Linked DNA regions of Gossypium hirsutum: region 2 is linked to region 1. A link is a contact called in public Hi-C data. All regions are on one chromosome and are shown on one strand. Each heading gives the region's core, a stretch centred on a gene start, on an enhancer-like site or on the middle of the called end of the contact. The rest is flanking DNA. Distances are from core to core; before and after follow the strand shown.

Evidence for each region. A called contact is a pair of places that touch in the nucleus more often than the background predicts.
Region 2: a contact with region 1 is called in a Hi-C map of leaf, with 2.0 times the contacts expected there. The contact joins the promoter of LOC107893678 here to the enhancer-like site in region 1. A contact is called at or near these places in 7 of 34 Hi-C or Micro-C datasets (callus and leaf).

Annotation. Positions count from the first base shown.
Region 1 is chrA13:22,301,958-22,308,032 of Gossypium_hirsutum_v2.1, reverse strand. LOC121212459 (a long non-coding RNA gene) reads right to left here. Exons shown (of 3, transcript XR_005907675.1): 2 at 3,871-4,865; 3 at 3,597-3,748. Among protein-coding and RNA genes, the nearest start is that of LOC121212459, 4.1 kb to the right of the region's middle. Within about 2 kb of position 1,337, at least 3 of the 9 cell types and tissues checked have an H3K27ac peak or open chromatin away from gene starts, as enhancers often do. A contact at or near this core is called in leaf, where this site is marked.
Region 2 is chrA13:22,489,120-22,494,807 of Gossypium_hirsutum_v2.1, reverse strand. It overlaps LOC107893678 (RNA-binding KH domain-containing protein RCF3), which reads right to left and starts at 4,350. Exons shown (of 10, transcript XR_005907329.1): 1 at 4,146-4,350; 2 at 3,291-3,924; 3 at 2,390-2,752; 4 at 2,050-2,304; 5 at 1,701-1,967; 6 at 1,423-1,472; 7 at 1,259-1,326; 8 at 274-397; 9 at 127-186.

The DNA.
Region 1 (6,075 bases), core at 88-2,587:
CAAAAATAATCAACTTGGTTCAATTAATTGGCAACCTACCTAAGAACTTGGTGTTATATACTAACAGATTATTGCTTCTTTTATTGGAAAGAAGTCCCAGCCTGCATTTATAGCTATTAGGGTTGTTTAAACTGAACTATTTCAAATGGGTTTTGCTTTGTATTTAAAGATCATTTTAGTGCTTTACAACATCATTACTCTGCCTGTCATTAAAACACTTCTAAGCTTTCGTTTTTGTTTTGGGTGGATGACCTTAGTTATTGTGATGTGGAGCTGGATTCAATTAGCCAGAAAATGACCCTTTTTTCAAAGTATCTTAACTTTTATCTTTCTAGGTTAGGTTTTAAAAATCTTAATTCTGAGGTGGAGATTTTGGAGATTTTTCAATGGATAAATTCATAGCATGAAATATTTTGAGAAATTTTGTTCTAAGTCAAATTGATTTAACATTAGTTTTTATTTATTTATAGTATTTAATATTATCAAATTACATTGCATCGCTTTTATAGAAAAAAATTGTCATAATTCAAGATAGAGTTATGGATGTTGCTAGAAGTCTTGACCTTTCTAAAAATGATAAAATTTTGATTTAATTTTTTAAAAATTATAAAGATATAGACTATTAAAATAGTAAGATTGCACTTTTATTATCATAAAAATATATAATTTAATTCCGATCCCCCAGAAATATTTTTAGCTTCACCTCTAGCCATAACTAGAGAAATCTAAACCCAAACTTTTTCTTTAGTATAATTAAAGTATTTATCATGTCTATTTTAGAGTTTATAAAGTTTAATCTTTACGAAGTTCATGTTTACATTTCCTATATTAGGATTTAATTCTCCTTAAGAGTATAATGTATTTTACCATTGTACTTGACACTTTATTTTTATATATTAAATCCAAACTTTTAACATGAAATTAAAAAACTTTCGTATATCTATTTTTTATATATTTTATCTTATTTATCACATCCCAAAGAGTAATTCACCATGAACCTTATGCGTTGGCTTGATGGCCAAGATATTCACTGCCCTAGGTGTGACTTGAGTTTGAATTGCGCTAATTACGTTATTGTTAGGACTTTACCCTACTCTTATAATTCAAAAATAATAATAATAATAATTCACCACATTTACTCCATTAAGTTTCCTTTTAATGATATCATTATTATATCTTCCTTTTTGCTATATAGAGCTATCTATTTCATGGGTGTGGGTTACGTAGTGTTCTCTTTATAAATTGCCATAAAGCGTAGTTAGATGGCATTGGACCATTTATTTTTATAGCTAAGCCATAGGATAGGAGACGTGAAAAATGTGGGTGAATTTATCGTGTGATAGGCACCAAACATTCAACCCAACTCATCCTGAAATGGGCCTCCCATTAATCTGGGCCACTCTTTGTTTACAACATTGCACGTGGTTTTCAACATCACCGTTTTCTTTTCTTTTCTTTTTTTGAGAAACGCCTTTTAATTTTCTAAATTATCGGTTTTGTTTTTCCAACATCCCCCTTCCACATATTAATATTGCTTTTTTTTTAATTTTTAAATCATAAAAAATTAAAAATTAATTATATGTTAAATAAAAAATATAATATAATTTAATTTTAAATCATCGCAATTTCTAAACCTACATTTTATAAATCGTCTAACTACATTAATTTAGATCAATGTTAAATTTTTCTAAGTAGACACTACTCACATCCAACTTGCAAGAGAATCAAGTCATAAAGTTCAACTCTTCCAAATAGGCATTTATTCATTTCCATACGAAACATTGTTATGAAAATAAAAAACTTGATTGAGACATAAAACCTAAAAAAAATAATAACTTGAGATTATTCCAATGGAATTTTCCAACTTAATCATGGATTGGATTAGACTAGTTTGGTCATTAATATCAAATACATATTGTTGGTTTCATATATAGAAATTAAGAGATTATGGTAATTAGACAAATAATTAGCTAGGTGATTAGTGTTTAAATCACAAGGGAAACAATATACTACAAGTTGAAATTATTGGCTACATATGGCAGACAACAGGATTGTGCTCTTTGTTAGGTACAAAAGAAATTTTTTTCACCTTATGAGAAATTATGCTTTTTTCTTTTCCCTCTAAAAGGAAATTTGTTTTCTCTACTCAACTTGGGCATATAGATACTATAATGATAGCTTATTATTGCATTGTGGTTATAACATTAATGATTAAGTAAGCATCTAGGCATTGTACCATCAACTTTGGATAGTCGTAATTAACTTCTTAAATTAGAGAAAAATCGAAAGAATAAGTAATTAAGTAGGCAAAAGAATTTCCTTAAAATCAAAGTTGTTTAACATTTTAGATGTAATTGTATGCACAATTGTTTAAAAAATAATACTCATCAAATCCACAATTCTTTGAAGGACAGCAAAATAATTAGGGTTTTTCTTTTCTTTGGTTTCCAACCTGCCATCATTAACATGTTCATAATTTAGTATGATTTGATTTGTTCAGCTAGCTCCCAGCTAAGCTAAGTTTATATATTTCTCCAAACAAACTGATGTAAAATGTTCCACCAACTCTGATAGTGGCGGGCCTTTTCCATGTTGGAGGTTATAATATCGAACCTTATAATTTGTATTTGAATGCCCAAGTGATGTACTATTTTAAAAGAATGTTTTTGATGTAATTTTGGTGGTCTACTTAATCTTAATTGGATTATGTAATCGTCAAATTAAATAATTCCACTAATTTTAATATTTTTGTGTAGGAGTTAGTATTAATGAATTTGTGGGGTTTTTTAAACTCTATTTATATGAGAGTTCTTGTATCGTGATTGAAGTATTGATAAAATTTAACACCCCAACATTAAGAGTGAATATTTTTTAAAATTAAAATCTTCTTTAAAATAAAAATTAAAAAAAGAAATATAGTTAGTAAATCCCAAACATATGATATACAAATAATAATAATAACAATAATAATAAGGGTGATGTTAGGATCCACCTGATTTAAGCAACGAACAAGTAAAAATAACAGAATAAATTGAGAAATTGAACACACAAATTTAATATGGAAAAACTCCTCCAAAGAGAATAAAAAAATCACGGGTAAAGATAATTATACTATATTGGCAAAAGAACGAAGAGTACAAAAATGGAGATAAAAACTAAACCCCGAAAACCCGAAAACAAAGAGCCCTCAAAACGTAAACACAAAATTCTCTAAATGTGTTATGGTTCTAATATCTAATGGGTGTATTTTCTAAGGTTGTAAAAGACCCTATTTATAGGAAAAATAGCAAGTCAAATAAACTATACTAATAAATGCTAAATATCTAATAAATACTAAATCTTCTAGAAAAAAAAATATTAGAATTTGGATCACACAACTCTAACAATTTCCACCTTGATTCAACGCCATCTTTGCCAAAGCCCACCACAGGCCTATCTTGAACTATGCAGGGAATTAACTGAGTCGAATCTGTGCTTAGAAGCTGGAAAACTACTAGCCTTCGACTTGTGCACTGCCAAATCAAAACTAACCCGGTATGATTTTCACGTACACAGTGCCCTAACTTTTCAAAACTTGCATCCAAAAGAGAACCTCTCTTTAACGAAACGGTCATACCTTTTTCCCTTCTATGACCAAGTTGCCTCCGCTCCAAATGAGTTGACTTCGATTCCGTAACGGACAAGGGACGTCCGATTTCACCGGTCACTGTAGATCCTTCCAGTATATAAAGACTCCCGATTCTTTTGCCTTTTAACAAAACAAAAGCTCCATAAGATACTTTAATACCGCTTGAATCGATGTTGATTCTGCATCTTTTCAAGTCTAAAATATTCAAGGAAATGAGATTCTTTCGTAAATCAGGTACATACCTGACATCTGAGAGTGTCTTAATCGTCCCATCGTGTGTCCTAATTTTAACAGTACCAATACTAATTACCTTACTGGATGAATCGTTTCCCATGCGCACAACTCCACCTTCAATCAAACTGTACGTGGAGAACCATTCTCTATTGGAACACATGTGGAAAGAACATCCCAAATCTAGGATCCACTAGGACGTGAGCTCGGAGTTATCACTCTTTGACACTAACAAGAAATCATCACCACCTTCATTGGCCAAATTAGCGCCAACTACATCTTCCTCGTTACTCTCAGCAGCTCTTTTATTTCGCAGTTTATAACAATCTTCTTTGATGTGACCTAACTTTTTACAATAACGACACATTTTGTCTCGTTTCTTTGATGCTACCAAAACGGAAGGTTGCCTATCTGCCTTGCTATCCAAACCAAACTCATTTTTGAGTTTGTCTCTACTCAACAAATGACCCTTCACATCTTCAAAGGAGAGTTGTCTCTACCATAAATAAATGTTTCCCTGAAAGACTTGTATGAAAGGGGTAAAGAGCACGATAATAGCATAGTCTAATCTTCATTGTCAATATGAATATCAACGTTCTTTAAATCATTTAAAAGAGTAATGAATTGACTGATGTGATATCTAAGAAGCTCACCTTCATTCATGTGAAACATAAATAGATGTTGTTTCAACACTAAGTAGTTAGCCAAAGACTTAGTCCCATAAAGAGTGTCTAACCTTTTCCACAATGCGGATGAGCTCTTCTCCATCAATATCTCCTGCAATACCGTATTCGAGAGGCACAACTAAATTGCAGACAAGGCCTTTTTTTCAAGCTCTTCCCATTTTGTTTGATTTAGATTCTTAGGCTTTTTCCTAGTAACAACCTTTTTCAAGCCTGTTTAAACTAGAATTGCCATCATCCGAACTTGCCATAGATTGAAATTTGTCTCACCATTAATCTTCTTAATTTCAAACCTTGTTGCTGCCATCTCTGAACGGGCTGATCTATAAAAAATTGAACTAACTCTGATACCACTTGTTAAGATCAACACGATTTAAGCAACGAACAAGTAAAAATAACAGAATAAATTGAGAAAGTGAACACATAAATTTAACGTGGAAAAACTCCTCCAAAGAGGATAAAAAAATCACAGGCAAAGATAATTTTACTATAATGGCAAAAGAACGAAAAGTACAAAAGATGGAGATAAAAACTAAACCCCAAAAACCCGAAAACAAAGAACCCTCAAAACGTAAACACAAAATTCTCTAAATGTGTTATGAGTTCTAATATCTAATGGGTGTATTTTCTAAGGTTGTAAAAGACCCTATTTATAGGTAAAATAGCAAGTCAAATAAACAATGCTAATAAATGCTAAATATATTATACTAATAAATACTAAATCTTCTAGAAAAAAATATTTTTGTTTAACTTGACTTGCAAGCAATCTCTTAGAATTTGGATCACACAACTCTAACAGGTGAAACCAAGAATGTTGTGTTGGGAGATTGGGATATAATTATAGATTTTGAAGGATGAAAGTTAAAACTTTTGTGTTAAAAGACTTTAAATTGAATTGCTAATTTCTTGGAGGGGTTAAAAATGAAAAGTTTTTATTTACCAAGAAGACCAACGCTCTGCTTTCTTATGACTATGCCCTTAATAAGAAATAACATTTGAAAAATATAAGACAACGTGACCATATATATATGGGATAATGTTTTATTCACAGTTAGTACATGAGTCTCATGCATGTTAGTTAACAACATGGCACCTAATATATAAATAAAAGAAAAAAAATAGAAGATCTATAAATAAATACTAATATTTATATAATATTTAATTATATTCAAATAAATTTATTAGTATTTATTTATAATCCCTCACTGTTTTTTTTACTCAATAATGAAGTGTCATGTTATCAATCAATGATTGTGCTTGAGACTTGTTATGTCCAATGTTACATCTCAAATGTAATGCCAATTGCAACTCGCTTTGCAACTAGACTGATGTGCAACTTGTCATATATGTTAACAATCTTTTGACTAAACAATCTTGATTTAAGCTTACATCTTTTAAGTATTTTGAGCAACAATTTAGTGGATTGAATCATGTTAAATATAAATCAGGCAATGACTCTTTTTAAAGACTTTATGTTTGATACTGCAACCTCAAATAAAGAGATCTAGTTTTTATAGAAGCTTGATTCCTCAA
Region 2 (5,688 bases), core at 3,101-5,600, 180 kb before region 1:
CATTCAAATTTCTCCTCAGTTCTTAAATTAGGATTTCACATTTCAACTTTATGGTTAGTGGACCAACTCTGTTTAGTTTATATCACAAATACAAGCATATTGCAATTGACTACAAAAGTCACTTACCAGTTACCACATACAGCTTGCCAGCTCCAAATGCCAGAGGAAGCTAATGATATAAACCACCTGCCAAAAGTAGCACAAAGAACTAAAGTTGCTTATCCCATAAAATGAAATAAGAGAATTAGGATGCAATACCAAGAATAAGCCTACTTCTTCAATTGATTCCATTTCAGGTTTCTTTGCCTTCCTCTTTAGCTTTCTCTTCAGAAAACAGCCTCCAAAGCCTTCTCTTTTTTCGCTGGGACAGCCTCCAAAACTAATCTGAACACATAGCCTAACCAAATATTTCTTACCTTAAGTGATTTACAAGCTCATACAACCCTTATATAACTTCCAGCTCATTTTGTGCAAGTTCAAATTTTAGATCATGCGATTAAGGGGATAATTTTTGAAGCACTTTGTTCAACAGAAACATGGCCTCTCTTCTTCAAGAGAAGAAATGGGACCAGTACATCCCAGCAAACTCCAGAAAAGTACCAGCCATTTGAGCTACATGTAAAATATAATCAAGAAACCAAATATGATGGCATTTACACCCAACATAAGCTACAATTACATTGCTCTCGGGATTATGGCAATCTAAACTTTCCTACCTGGTGCAACTCTCAAGCCACATGCATACATAAAAAAATCCTAAACAAGTACATGCTACCTTGACTCCATTATAAAACATAAAAAATCACTTCATCAGCCAAATTGCACAAAGTCAAGGATACAAGTGTAAGGGTTTTACATGGAAAGCAATTTATTAGAAATGTGTTACAGAGCCTGCAAATCATGAATCCAGGCCAAAAATGATTGAATGGTGATTTGCATCATCAAATGATCTTATTCTGGTCACCCAAGACAGGAATAAAGGCGAGCCAAAGTGGAACATAAGTTCCTCAAACCCGAATTTTCTGGTCTTCTGGTCTAGGCTGGCTTCATCAAAAGGGACAAAGGTCTGGCTTCAAGATTTATGACAACTGTTTAGATAGGGGAGAGAAGGCAACAAGTGGGAAAGGTGCAGTAGAATCCTTGGCAGGGGATGGCTGGCCGGGTTTAAGATATCATTCTGCATCTTCATTTAAAAAGAATTAAAAAAACTAGCATATCAATACCCAAAGTAAATAAATGAAATCAGACAAATATTTACCTGTCAAGTCTAGAACCCAGGACTAATACCCATGCTTCCTATGTGAAACTTGATTTAGATTGGACAACCTGGTGACAGCAAAAAATAAGGCAAGGTGGTAACAATTGCTATTAGAGAACAATCAAAGGTATTCGAAGTTTTCTAACTAGATAGGTAAACGTTACCCCCGGCTGGAGTTGCGACCACCATGATTTCCATATATATCACCTCCACTCTGAAAAAAGATAATATACGACAATCAGAGGAAGTAAAATAACATGTGAGATAGAAATTAAGCACGCAGAACGTCATAAATTTGCAATGAGATGGATAGTTCTCAAATGCAGAGCTTGCACTTTAGAAAAAACCTGGCTGCAACAACCAGATGCATCCTAATAATAATAAGCTTAAGCTCTTTGCAAAGAAATGTTAAAGGAAGAAATGAATGAAAAGACAAGCTTACAAGTGAACCACTATAATTTCCTTTACTGTCACTTGCAGTCAAATCACTAGGGCTGTATCCCCCTGAGTAAGAAGAGTATCCACGATTACGCGGTTGACCATCTTTGTTACCATATTTAGGACCATCTGAAATGTCTAATGACATGGGAATGTAGGGAAGAACAGGCAAAAGCGTTGCTGCTGCTCCTTCTCTTTCAAATATATTGGCTCTCAGCCGCAACAGTACTTGCGAAAAGGCATTGCTAGCAACATCAAGACCTCCAGTAATCTGTACAGCATTGGAAGATAAAAATTCTATCAAAAGTCTGACTATGACATCGAGTGTGCACACCAAAAAGCATATTATTCACCTGCACCATTTCTTCATCTTCATATGCAACTTTGGGAAGGTTTTCCTTAGAAAGTATGCGAATACTAGCCCTAGTAGCATTCCTCATCCCAGATATTATTGCCCCACCTTTACCGATAAGGCATCCAACCTGTGAACTTGGAACAAGTAGACGGGTGGTGATTACAGAATCACCTGATTCTCTTTCTGTTTTTTCACTGCATCGTGATTGCAAGCGCAAAGCAGCATTGATGGTAGGGGATGGGTCTTCAATGAACTGCAGAGATATAAATAATGAGGCATGACATATAAATTCCACAATGAGAATCTAAGCTTAACTTTAAGAATTAATGTATTCTTACCTCTTTTGTTGATATGAATATAATGCAATCATCTCCTTCAGCTGCAGAGCTATCAACTTTAATCGATGCCCCAGACTCCTGTCTAATCTGTTTGATAATACCACCACCTTTTCCAATCACACCCCCAATATTTCCAACCGGGCATACCAAACGAAGAGAAAACTCCCTTGCAGAACCATCATCTCTTCTAGAAGAATAATTTCCATAAGAACCAATAAGGGGGGCATTCATGTACATCCCACCTGATGGATTCATATTAGATAGAGAGGAGAGAAGCAAGTGCTGGGATCTTGAAGGGTTATCATGAAGGCGAGATGCCACCTGATAAAGAGCCTTCCTCACAACAGAGGGCTCTCCAATTATCTGAAATCCCCATAGAGAAACTGAATGAATAAACAAGAAGGCCGCAAGATGATTCAAAATCTCCTAATATGCAGGCAACTCAAAACATTTTCAAGAATGCTAATAATATACAGTTACAACATAAGGACACATTTTTAGGTAAGAACTGTCTGGTCAGAAGCCTCATGGAGATCAATCAACAGATCTTCCAAATCCCATCACTTATAACAGGAGAACATAAAAGTAGAAAATAAAGACTCTTCCCTTTTCTAGGAAGACTGCTTACTACCATTTCTTTTCAACTTAGCAACACTGTGAGCAATAAAAGCTGTTAGCTAAAACCAACTTCTAGACCTTTCATTTCCCTTTAAAGGAATCTTCCATTCAAACACTCGTCATATCCATACATCTATTACCTATGGTTAAGTCTTGCAATAAATTAAGAAATTAACTCTACAGGAGATAATATTCAGGTAAATGGCCAATATTTTTTCTCTTATTTATTAAAAAAAGGGCATAACACATGCTATATCTTTTTCATATGAGAAAACAACTTTACCTGAAGAAGCTCATCTGAAGTCAATGCACACGGAGGTAAATGCTCATTGCTTAAAACCCGAATCTGAGCATGTGTTTCACTCCTTATACTTTGAATCACTTGTCCACCTTTCCCAATAACACAACCAATCTGGTCAGATGCCACAAGCATTCTCACAGTAACCACATGTGTCTGCTCCTCCAAATCCTCATCAGCAGGCAACTCTTCCGCGACAACCCTATCGTGTACCCTAAACAAAGCATCCTGAGCAGGCGAAACAAGCTCATCACCAAATGGATTTGTTTCCTCACTGGAACTATAAATCATAACAACCCTCTCCTCGCAACCCGGCAGAGCTTCACAAATCCTAATGTTCGACTTACTATCTAACCTCAACTGTTTCACAATCTCACCACCTCTTCCTATAATACTCCCAATCCTTTTCACATGACATAAATAACGGTAAACGGTATCTTCAGGCCCAATCCCATGCTGTTGTTCATTTTCCTCACCAGCATTTCTTCTCTTAACACCTCCTCCTCCATTTCCAGCGTAATCAGGCTGAAAATGAGATCTTTTACCGTAATCATTTCTTTGACCAGCCATAACAACCAACTTAGTTTCAATTTCTCGATCTTACAACTTCTTAAATTAACTGCAGCATTCCAAAATAAAAAATCGGATTCAGAAAAAAAAATATTGATCAATTTCCTAAACTCCCTTAAAGACTTAAATTATAACATGCTTAATTATAACAATATCATTAACAATCAGACATTAAAAAAATTGAAAGAACAATTAATAACTAAAAATAATAGAACAGATCGAATAACTATAATAATAAGAAAAATAAATTAAGAATGGAAGAAAAATTACGGGGGAAACAAAGGAACGGAACGGTAGAAAAGAAACAGAGAAACGTCGGGGGGAGTTCGATTGCTGTATCGAGAAATATGAATACGAAGGTACTCGGTGATTGTTCTGTGGGAAATATCTTCGGTTGGTGGTTTTTTATTTCTTTTCTTTTTAGGGTTCGAAGCGTGACCGCATGTTCACGTGCCTGACAGATACTTCCTTTTAAATAACACTTTAAACGATTGGTTTTGACTCTAAATTATATTGGAAAGGGTATACTATACTATATAAGTTTTTATTTGATCACTTAATTAAAGGAAGTTACAACTTGATCATAGAATTAAAAAAAGTTTTAGTTGAAGTCACTAGATTATTAAGTTTTTTTTTTAAAGTTCTATTAGAAATTTTTAAGTGACGATTTGATGATCCATATAGTAGATCAGTATGGTGGATCAGTAACCATCAACGAGTAGAAGAACATATCTTAAATCCAAGTCGATCTAATAGTTAGTGCCAAAGATCAGAGAAAAAATTATTTAAATTTCTGTTCGTAGATTTGTGATGTCCAAAATTATTTCATAAAAAAAACGAGCTATAGGAGAGAAGGGGAAAGAGAACTTTTGATTGATGTATGTAGTGAGAATAGAGAAAATCATATATCATTAGTTTTAACAGTTCAATGACTTAAATGAAAACTTTTGAATTGTTCAATAATCAAATTGTAACTTTTTTAGTTAAGTGACCAAAACGAAAACTTACTCATAGTTTAGTGACTAATGGCGTAGTTTACCCTATTAGAAATTCTATTACAAACCCATGCATGTAAAAATCACGTTTTTAGAGCCCAAATGTATATTTAAAAATAACATATAATAAAAAATGAAATGTATGGTTTGAAACTAATTAATAATATCATATGAAATATATACGGTATAAGAATAAAAAATTAAATTAAATTATAAGTAAAACAAAACTTAAACACATAATACATCATATTAAGAATACTAAATGAATATATCAATCATAAGTTGGCTTCGAGTTAAATAGCAGTATATATATATGCAATTGATGAAGATAATAAAATGCGCACAATAAAATTAAAATATATAAAAAAGATTAAAATAACTCTTTGGTTTAGTGGTAAATTTAAAGTTTTAGCAATGCAATTCGTGTGGTTCAAATCTCAAAATATACCTGATAACTTCATATTTGGAGTTATCCTAGTATAATTTTTATAGTATTTTAGGAGGTAAATAAAGCATTTAGGTTAGAATTTATTACATTTTATAGTTTTTTTCAAATTAATTATATTTTATTTGAATCTTAGTTTAGTATTATCATTTTTAGGGTTAGTTCGGATTTACTTGTTATTTTTCTCTCTAAATTGTAGGTACCGGATGAAGAATGGAAGACTTGGAGTAGTGAAGAGAAGTTTTTTGCTCTACTGGATTTGTTTTAGTGTAGTGAAGTATAAGCTTCAATTCAAAATTTCAGACAGCATGCAGTCTACTTCATTGCAGTTCTACTTATGGTGGAGTGGAATTATTAAAACCCTAAAAATAAA